Linked DNA regions of Mus musculus: region 2 is linked to region 1. The links are chromatin contacts, called in public targeted proximity ligation maps. All regions are on one chromosome and are shown on one strand. The core of a region is the stretch at or near the end of the contact, and the rest is flanking DNA. Distances in the headings are between cores, read along the strand shown. Region 1 overlaps Pitpnm1 (phosphatidylinositol transfer protein, membrane-associated 1). Region 2 overlaps Lrp5 (low density lipoprotein receptor-related protein 5).

The links.
Region 2: a targeted proximity ligation map of pancreatic cancer cells shows a contact between it and region 1. A contact is called at or near these places in 1 of 39 promoter capture datasets (liver) and 1 of 130 datasets of targeted methods (pancreatic cancer cells).

The regions. Positions count from the first base shown.
Region 1 is chr19:4,111,843-4,116,202 of GRCm38.p6, forward strand. It overlaps Pitpnm1 (phosphatidylinositol transfer protein, membrane-associated 1), which reads left to right. Exons shown (of 23, transcript NM_008851.4): 19 at 24-172; 20 at 259-408; 21 at 485-668; 22 at 906-1,034; 23 at 1,643-2,123. The coding sequence ends at 1,906. Aip (aryl-hydrocarbon receptor-interacting protein) reads right to left here. Exons shown (of 6, transcript NM_001276284.1): 3 at 4,140-4,328; 4 at 3,478-3,654; 5 at 3,239-3,380; 6 at 1,914-2,954. The coding sequence ends at 2,749. Among named protein-coding and RNA genes, the nearest start is that of Aip, 7.6 kb to the right of the region's middle.
Region 2 is chr19:3,667,776-3,672,245 of GRCm38.p6, forward strand. All of the region lies in intron 1 of Lrp5 (low density lipoprotein receptor-related protein 5), which reads right to left. Among named protein-coding and RNA genes, the nearest start is that of Gm36672, 17 kb to the right of the region's middle.

The DNA of each region.
Region 1 (4,360 bases), core at 264-2,763:
ATAGCCCTGTCCACCCCTTCCAGGTGGATGTCTACGTCATGACACAGCCACTGTCAGGCAAGTGGATCCACTTTGGCACAGAGGTCACTAACAGCTCAGGCCGTCTCACCTTCCCAGTGCCCTCAGAACGTGCACTGGGCATTGGTGTCTACCCTGTGCGCATGGTGGTCAGGTAAGCAGCAGGTATCTGGGCTCCTGTGGGGCTGGGCACTGCCAACCTCACCCTATCCACTCATGCCATGCTTCCATGGAACATAGGGGAGACCACACCTATGCCGAGTGCTGTCTGACTGTGGTGTCCCGAGGCACAGAAGCTGTGGTCTTCAGCATCGATGGTTCTTTCACTGCCAGTGTCTCTATCATGGGCAGCGACCCCAAGGTGCGCGCTGGCGCAGTGGACGTGGTCAGGTAGGACCCTCAGCCCCACCGGCCACAGCGACTGGTCATCCCTGTGGACTGGAGCTGACAAGCCTCCATCTCACAGGCACTGGCAGGACTCTGGCTACTTGATTGTGTATGTAACTGGCCGGCCTGACATGCAAAAGCACCGTGTAGTGGCCTGGCTGTCGCAACACAACTTCCCCCATGGTGTTGTCTCCTTCTGTGATGGCCTCACCCACGACCCGCTGCGGCAGAAAGCCATGTTTCTGCAGAGCCTGGTGCAAGAGGTACTGTGGCTTAGGATGGTCCTAACCTGCCCTCGCCCCATTCCACACCACAGTGGCCCCACTCCCATCAACTGGACGTAAAGAGGCCTCTGTGGGCCCGCTCTCCTGAGCTGTGTTGACTAGAACCTTGCCCCCATCTCTTCACAAATAGGGATACCCCTGAAACACTTGTGGGGGATGCATGCCACATCCTTGGCTCTATGGCTCTACGGGCTGCTGACCGGCTTTTCAACGCAGGTAGAACTGAACATCGTGGCTGGATATGGGTCACCAAAAGATGTGGCAGTGTATGCAGCACTGGGGCTCTCTCCGAGCCAGACCTACATTGTTGGCCGTGCTGTGCGCAAACTGCAGGCACAGTGTCAGGTAAGACCTAAGGGAAGGCTGGGAACAGAATTCCAGGGCCAAGGCTAAGGACCACCCAGTGTGTTGATTCCTGCAAGAGAGGGCAGATATAAGGCATTTGTGGCCCCAGAACTACTTATTCCTCCTGGGATAGGGATAACAGGCTACACTTGCTGTGTACAGACTCCAACGACCACAGGCTGTGACTGTTCAAGGTCTCAGATACAGATCATCTTACCATGGCCTCGGGCAGGTGCTTTGACCTTTCTGAGCTTGTTCTGTGGGTAGTGAATGATGCTAGCACTATCTGTACTCATTAGCTTATAACAAAGGTCTGATCATTCACCGTAGGTCAAAGGCTCAAGGCTGGGCCTAAGCTTGCTAAATGCTAAATGCTGTTATTTCCCCAAGATGCCAGCCCGAGGATGAGTCAGGCCTAGAGAGAGGCAAACTGGGAGTGGAGCCAAGGTGCCTGGCTCAGAGTCAGGGGATACTACGTAGTGGGAGAAGGCTTCCTGATCAGGCTGAGCCAGCCTGCCACTTGCCAGTATCACCCGGTCTATCTACCCTGTGCAGGAGCCTCGGGGGAGGCTGGACGTCCCCTCATCCCTGCCTCCTTCTGCCCACAGTTCCTGTCAGATGGCTATGTGGCCCACTTGGGCCAGCTGGAGGCAGGCTCCCACTCCCATGCTCCCTCAGGACCTCCGAGAGCCGCTCTGGCCAAGAGTAGCTATGCTGTGGCTGCCCCTGTGGACTTCCTCCGGAAGCAGAGCCAGCTGCTTCGATCCAGAGGCCCTAGCCAGGTGGACCGTGAGGGTCCAGGAACACCTCCCACCACCCTGGCCAGGGGCAAGACTCGCAGCATCAGCCTCAAGTTGGACAGTGAAGAGTGAGGGAACCTTGGCTGCAACTGGGTTATTTATTGACTCGCAAGGGGCCTTGGTGACTGTGGGAATCTGGGGCCCCCACACCCTGTATGACTACACCACAGTATTACTTCCCTTTGTCGGGGGTAGGGGACCCAGCCCCCAGGGGAGGAAGGAGGGAGTGGGTTAGGGCCCAGCAGCGTTTCCAGTGTGTGAACCTATAAAAATAAACAACTGCACTCTACTGTGGGCCTTCCTGTCTGGGGCACTGAGGTGCTGAAGGGGGCCAGGACCTACTCAGGGTCATAGAGGCAGCCAGGCTGGAGCTCCTATACTTTCACTTTCACAAGCCCTGGCTGCGAGTCCCTAGGGCATTTCCTAGGTAGTCTGCCTGTTCCTTCTCCTGCCCCCAACCTCAGACGGTGTTGGAGTTTATGAGAGTCACGTGGCTTCTGAGCCTGCAACTCCCCTCACCTCTGCCCCTAAGGAAACTTCTGTCTCTAAAGCCAGGAACTGTGGAACCTAAGGATGATAGAGTGGCCTGTGTGGGCCACGCCTGCTTTCTCTACCACTTAATACTAGAGGCTCCCTAGGCTGGTATTGGCCAGAAAGAAATTCCCAGAGACCTTAGCACAAGCCAGTGGGAACTAGGGTAAGAACCTGATCTCACCCCTCCCACTGACTACCAAGCCCCTAGCCAGTGATGACCAGCCTTCAAGATAGATTAGTTCTGCAAAGCCAGAGAGATAAATAAGGCCTTTATATACACAGAAGCGCAAAGTGACAGTGGGGGATTGACAGGTGGTGGCAGCAGTGGGCTTGGCAGGGCAGGGCAGGGCATGGCAAGGCAGGGCAGAACTGGGGCCCTGTCAGTGGGAAAAGATGCCCCGGAAGCGAGCTTTGTCCTCCTCATCCTTCTGCCGGATCCGTGTCTCCAGGGCCCGCAGCTCTCTGCTTACCACAGGCGCCAGGGCAGGGTCTAGCTCCAACACCTTGGCAAAGTCAGCCTGGGCCTCCTGGGCATTCCACACGGCAGCATGGGCCTTACCCCTCTTGAAGTAAGCCTTGACATTGTCTGCAGGGACACCAGAAAGCAGAGGCATGCAAGGGGCATGAGAGGAGACGGCCAGCCTGACTTCTGGCATCTAGGCCCACAACTCTCTGAACGGTGTACCAGTGCCACCCTGTCACACGGTACCACTCATACTTCCTGGATACTGCCCTTCCCCACTGGCATGGAAGCTCTGGTCAGGCTCTTGTGGGGAGCTCAGAGATGTCAAAGCTAAGGGCTAGAACCATGTGCCCACAGCGCTGGATGGGAAGAGGCCAGTCTGGGCTGCCAGAGGGCATGGTGCTCACCATCATACTTGTTGAGGATGGAGGAGCAGTGATCCAACACTTCATAATACTCCTGAGCCACCAGCTTGCACTGGCAATAGTTGAGTAGCAGTGGTGTGATCTGCAGGTCCAACTGGATCCAGTCAGGTGAGCCAGGCTGCTCCTGGGGTGTATGGGGGCAAAGAAAGTGGAGATGCTGAGACCTGGCCGCAGCCATGCCTTCCTCCGTGTGCCCCTCCCACCGCGGCCTCTGAGCATACCTTCATCTGCAGATTCTTGAGGCAGGCGATGGCGTCATAGTACTTGGCAGCAGCCTCTTTCACCTGGCCCTCACGGTACAACCGGTTGCCCTCTTGGTGGATGACTGGTACTGCCTTTGCTTTCTCCTCATCTGTCATCGCCCATGGGTCCTGTTGATAGGTGCCAGGACTCTCTACCTGCCAAGGCAGGAACCAATTCAAAGCAGAGCCCATGGGTACCTCGGAATCCTCTGCAGCAAACCTGGCCTCTGACATCAGATGCTGGAAACCATGTCACCTGACCACTGGTCTCTTAGCACGTGTCATCAGCCCCTACATGCCTGGGCATACCTAGTACTAAGTACTTCAGGTAACAGTGAAGATGGTGGCAAGTACCCATGCCCTGGCAGAGTTTCTGTTCCATGGAAAGTAACCTATGTGGGCAAGAAGAGCCACCTAAACCCCCAGTCCCTTCAGAGCATGGCCAGCTGGCCAGCTGTGGAGGAAAAGATGGGCTCACAGACAGAGGACAAGAGTCGAGGTGGGTGGGCATAGGTGATCAATGAGGCCTGAGAAGGGCCCTAGAGGCTTCCACAGTTTTCCTACCCTTGCCCCTTTCCGCAGACCAACCCTGGACATCGGGGAGGTAGGGCTAGTGTCCCCTTTGAGACAGGGGGCCTTACCTTCAGCATCTCGATGTGGAAGATGAGAGGCTGTGGGTTCTGCTGCAGGGCATCCAGGTCCGCATGACCCAGGGAGCTGTGTTCATGCATCTGAGCGATCCCACAGCAATGCCGCTGTCCCTCCAGGGGGTCCTTGCCCTCGGCGATGTTGCGGAGGCTCTTGGCCACTAGAGGATACAGGACTACGTGCTGCAGGAAGGCAGCAGAGGTGCCATCAATTT
Region 2 (4,470 bases), core at 201-2,700, 440 kb before region 1:
GACAAATCGTGACATTGATTTATGTCTGCAAATGTGCGTTTTCACTAATTAGAAGGTTTAGGACAGAGTAGAGAAAAATATGTATTTCAGAGTCCCAGTTTGACTTGCCAGAAACCAGCCCATTACTAACATTCTTATTTTCGACAAAATATAGCATTCTGATTACACACCATCTTGGTCCCATGGCTCTCAGCCTGCCAGGCTCCCGGAAGTGGCCCACGACCACGGCAAAGAGTAAGACAGCAATCCCAAAACGGAGATGCACTCGGAGCCCCTGGGGACTGAGTGCTTGGACACTCTGACGGAGGCAAGTCCTTCCTTGGGACAGCGGCAGCTTTCTCTCAAGGTCTCCTGGCTTGTTCTACCAGGTACAGGACAGCCACTCAGGTTCATATATAGGAAGAGCAGCCCATCAGACAACTCCCCCAAGAGGATAATTGTGACATTGCAGCCTGTCCCCAGGTCCGTTTCACATACGTTAACCGTGTCTCAGACACCAAGGAGCAGAACCCAGGGGCCCCTTTGGCGAGTTTCATGATCTGGAAAGAGGGAGAGAGGGAGAGGAAGAGGGGGAGGGGCAAGAGGAGGGGACAGAAAGTGAGAACACACATGCAGGTGTTTAGGCTACATGTATGTCAATATACAATGCACATACCTGGTGCCTGCAGGGGTAGAAGAGACACAGACCCTTAAAGTAATTTCAAAGAAACCATTTACAATGCAAATAGGCTTCCACTCTCTACCTCTTTGAGCTTCAGTTTCCCCATCTCTCATCCTGGGGTTGTGGTGGTTCCATCTCAGCCACTGGGCAGCGGCCAGCACAAGCCTCAGTTGTTTAATCTGTTGTTTTCTGGGTGTTCCAAAGGAGGACGCATTTATTTACAAAGGAAATCGTCACTAACCACACCTAGTGTAAGAAGCACACACACCCAGGAATTGTTCTCATCAGACCACTGTCTAAGTATCAAAAGCAGCGCAAGCACAAACTACACAGAACTTCTGGGAACGGCACAGGGCTCCTGCTGTGCCACGTTTACCCTGCATATGGCCTGGGACCCTCACCCATCTTTAGCAAAAAACTAAGCTGAGCAGCCGGGCTTCGTGGACTCTGTGGACACCGGGATTTTCCTGGCAGCCACCATACGGTGCATCTGCACAGTGACCTGAGCCTGGGCTCCCCTTTCACTGAGGACCAGCACTAGATGCAAAGGCTTGGAACTGCAATGTCTGCTCAACATATATGAAGCCCTGGGTACTGTCCCCAGCATCGGGAAAGAGCCACTGACACTCAAGGTCAGGAAGAGATCAGAGTCCTTGTGTCCCCAAGACCGATGCAGATTAAGAATTCAGCAAGGATGAACTTAGGGACCCAGGACTGGAGCTGCAGTCAGGCTGTGGTGCCTCGGTGCCACACCCTGAGAACTACTGCCAACCCTGCAACAGTCAGTCAGACCTGCCAGCTAGCTGGCACTGACGCATTTCCACGGAGGTGGGAGAAGGTGGGATGGCCCAGGCCCTCCCCTGCGGGCCAGAGAGGGAAGTGGTTCCCGTGTGGCCACAAAGATCACATTGTTCTGTCCTCGGAGAGGAAACTGGAGAACCGATTTCAGAAACAAGCCTACCTTTGTACCAGCGCCTGTTTCCTTTAAGTAGTGCAGAGACGAGTCAGAAACCCGCGAAACTTATCATCGCTCTCCAAAGTCTGTTTATTGAGCCAAACTTGCAAGTTTCTGCTTTCAAACAAGCCACAGCTCCTGGAAAAAAAGTGGGAACCCAGGTGCCAAGGCACAGGGGCCACCGCCCAAAATGGTGACAGGCGCCAACTCAGGATCCAATGACAATTCTGTCCACCATGTGGCCAAATGGACAGGCAAAAACAATGAAGGGAAAGACACAAACCATCTCTGGGGGCGTAGAGATGAAATTCTAGCCCCTGGCCTTCTGGCCTCAACCAAGCTTATCAGGGCACAGACGTGCCTGGAGGATTCTATGTGAGTCTGGACTCTAGCTGTCTTGGAGCCTCAGGGGCAGCAGGTCCAGAAGTTGGTGAGGATGCAGAAGAACCCAGGAGCCCTTCCCACAGTGCCTGTTATGGACACCAGGACACACGGACTGTGCAGAGACCCAAGGATAACCCAAACTCCCTACTGAAGAAATCCAGAGAGAAGCTCTAGTCTGGCTCTGTTCTGGGGCAGGTCCTGGCTTGCTGACCCCCACAGATCCCATGCCTGCCCGCCTTCCTAGACTGCTATCTGCCAAATGGTCCTTAGTCCCCATAGGAGGTGGATTTGCAGTCACCTGTGCTACAGATGAGAAGACTGAGGCCTAATAAAGGCAAGGAACCTTGCAAAGTACCACCTGGGGCAACTCAGCCCAGAGGACTCAGGTGCCTGGTGGGGGAGGGGACTGTCTCTCCACAACACTTAGGTTGATTCATTAGAGAACTAGGTGTGGGACTCAAACTTACGACCCCTGCACTCCAGAGGCTGAGGCGGCAGGATCACAAGTCAAGACAGTCTAGGTGGACTAATAAGATCCTGTCTCAAAAACAGGGGGAGTGTTTTCTGGAGAGACTGCTCAGGGGTTAAGAGCACCAGCTGCTCTTCCAGAGAACCTGAGTTCCATTGCCAGCACCCACACGACTGCTCACAATCATGTAACTCTACATCCAAGGGATCCAGTCATGCAAAGCCACAGATGCAGTCAAAACACTCACGCATATAAAAATAAACCTAAAACAAACAAAAACAAAAAAACAAGATTGGCGCATTGTGCGCAATGCTGACAGTTCTGTAAAAGCTATGTGAACAACATGCGATCACTAGGCAATGTTCCTCATCTTCCCCGCTACATAGGAAGTCCGGAAGACTGGTGGAGACCTGCTTGTGTGGGGCCTACCTGCCTCGGCAGCTCCCTACATAACACTAGGCAGGATCCATGTACTCCTCAGCCTCAGCTCAGAGCTGTAAACACAGCAGACGTGAAGACCACACAACAATGTAGGTTAAGGCCCTGCACTGGCTGGTCTTATGTCAACTTGATCCAAGCTAGAGTTATTTGAAAGGAGAATAAAATGAAAAAATGCCTCCATAAGATCCAGCCATAGGCATTTTTTTCTTTTTTAAATTAATTTAGTCAGTCAGTCAGAATCTTTTCAAGACAGGGGTTCTTTGTGTAGGTCTGGCTTTTTTGGAACTTACCCTGTAGACCAGGCTGGCCTCAAACTCACAGAGAACTGCCTGCCTCTGCCTCCTGAGTGCTGGGATTAACAGTGTGAGTCACCACCACCTAGCTAGGGTATTTTCTTAATTAGTGATTGATGAGAGAGGGCCAGCCCACTGTGTGTGGGGCCCCTATAGGCTGGTTATCCTGGGCAAGCCACGGAAAACAAGACAGTAAACAAACCAGTAAACAGCACCCAACCTGGCCTCTGCATCAACTCCTGCTTCCAGGTTCCTGCCCTGACTTCCTTTGGTGATGAACAGCAATGTGGAAGTGTAAGCCAAATAAAAATAAACCCTTTTCTCCTCAACCTGCTTTCTAGTCACGATGTTTCATCACAGCAATAGAAACCCTGACTATGGCAGGTCCCATGTGTCAACTCCTCACAGGGACTACCCAGGCTTTATGGGCACCTAAGGGTCTGCAGCTAGGAGACAGACATCTTCCACAAGACCAACCTAAAGCTTCTGCAATTGGGCACTCAGGAAGAAAGGGAGAAAGCACCCAGAGACCTCTGCCTGCAGGCTCTACTCTGCTCAGCCGCCCGGTTCTACTCGGTGAGCACGGACCCAAGGAGAAAGATTTTCTCTAACAGACAATGTCCTCAAGATTGAAATGAGCACGGTCTAGATGTCACCTTCCCACAGTGCTCACTGAGCAGACTTGCTGTGTGTCCGTCCATCTACCTGCTGCTCTCAAGCCTTCTGACAGCGCAGGGCAACGTAAGAAGACCCCGCTCCTCCACTGCTGATCCGTCTGTATCAGCCACATGGACAAAGGCAGCACAGCCCTGGGACCACGGCAGAAACCAGTGAGCTGAGCCTTGTCTCCAGCTCCAATGACAGTGTTGTGATTGCTTTCCCTTCACCCCCTTTTAAGGCAAGGTCCCATGTAGCCCAGGCTAGCCTCAAATGTACTATGTAACTGAGGATAAGCTTAAATTTCTGATCACCCAATTTCTACTGCCTGAGTGCTGGGGTTACACATGTGCAACCATGCTCCATTGTAAAATACCCAGTTTTAATGCCACCCCAGAGCCTTCTGGACTGACCAGCATGACAATAGAACTGTTTCCTCAGAGCGGGAGCAGGGAGAGGAGGCAAGACCAGAACTCAGGCACAGGAACTCCTGGAGGGTACAATCAAGAAAGGGCAACATGTTTCTCATTAAAGCCAACATTCTAAATACCACAGGAAAGGAGCTGGAGTGATGGCTCAGCAGTTAAGAGCACTGCCTGTTCTTGCAGAG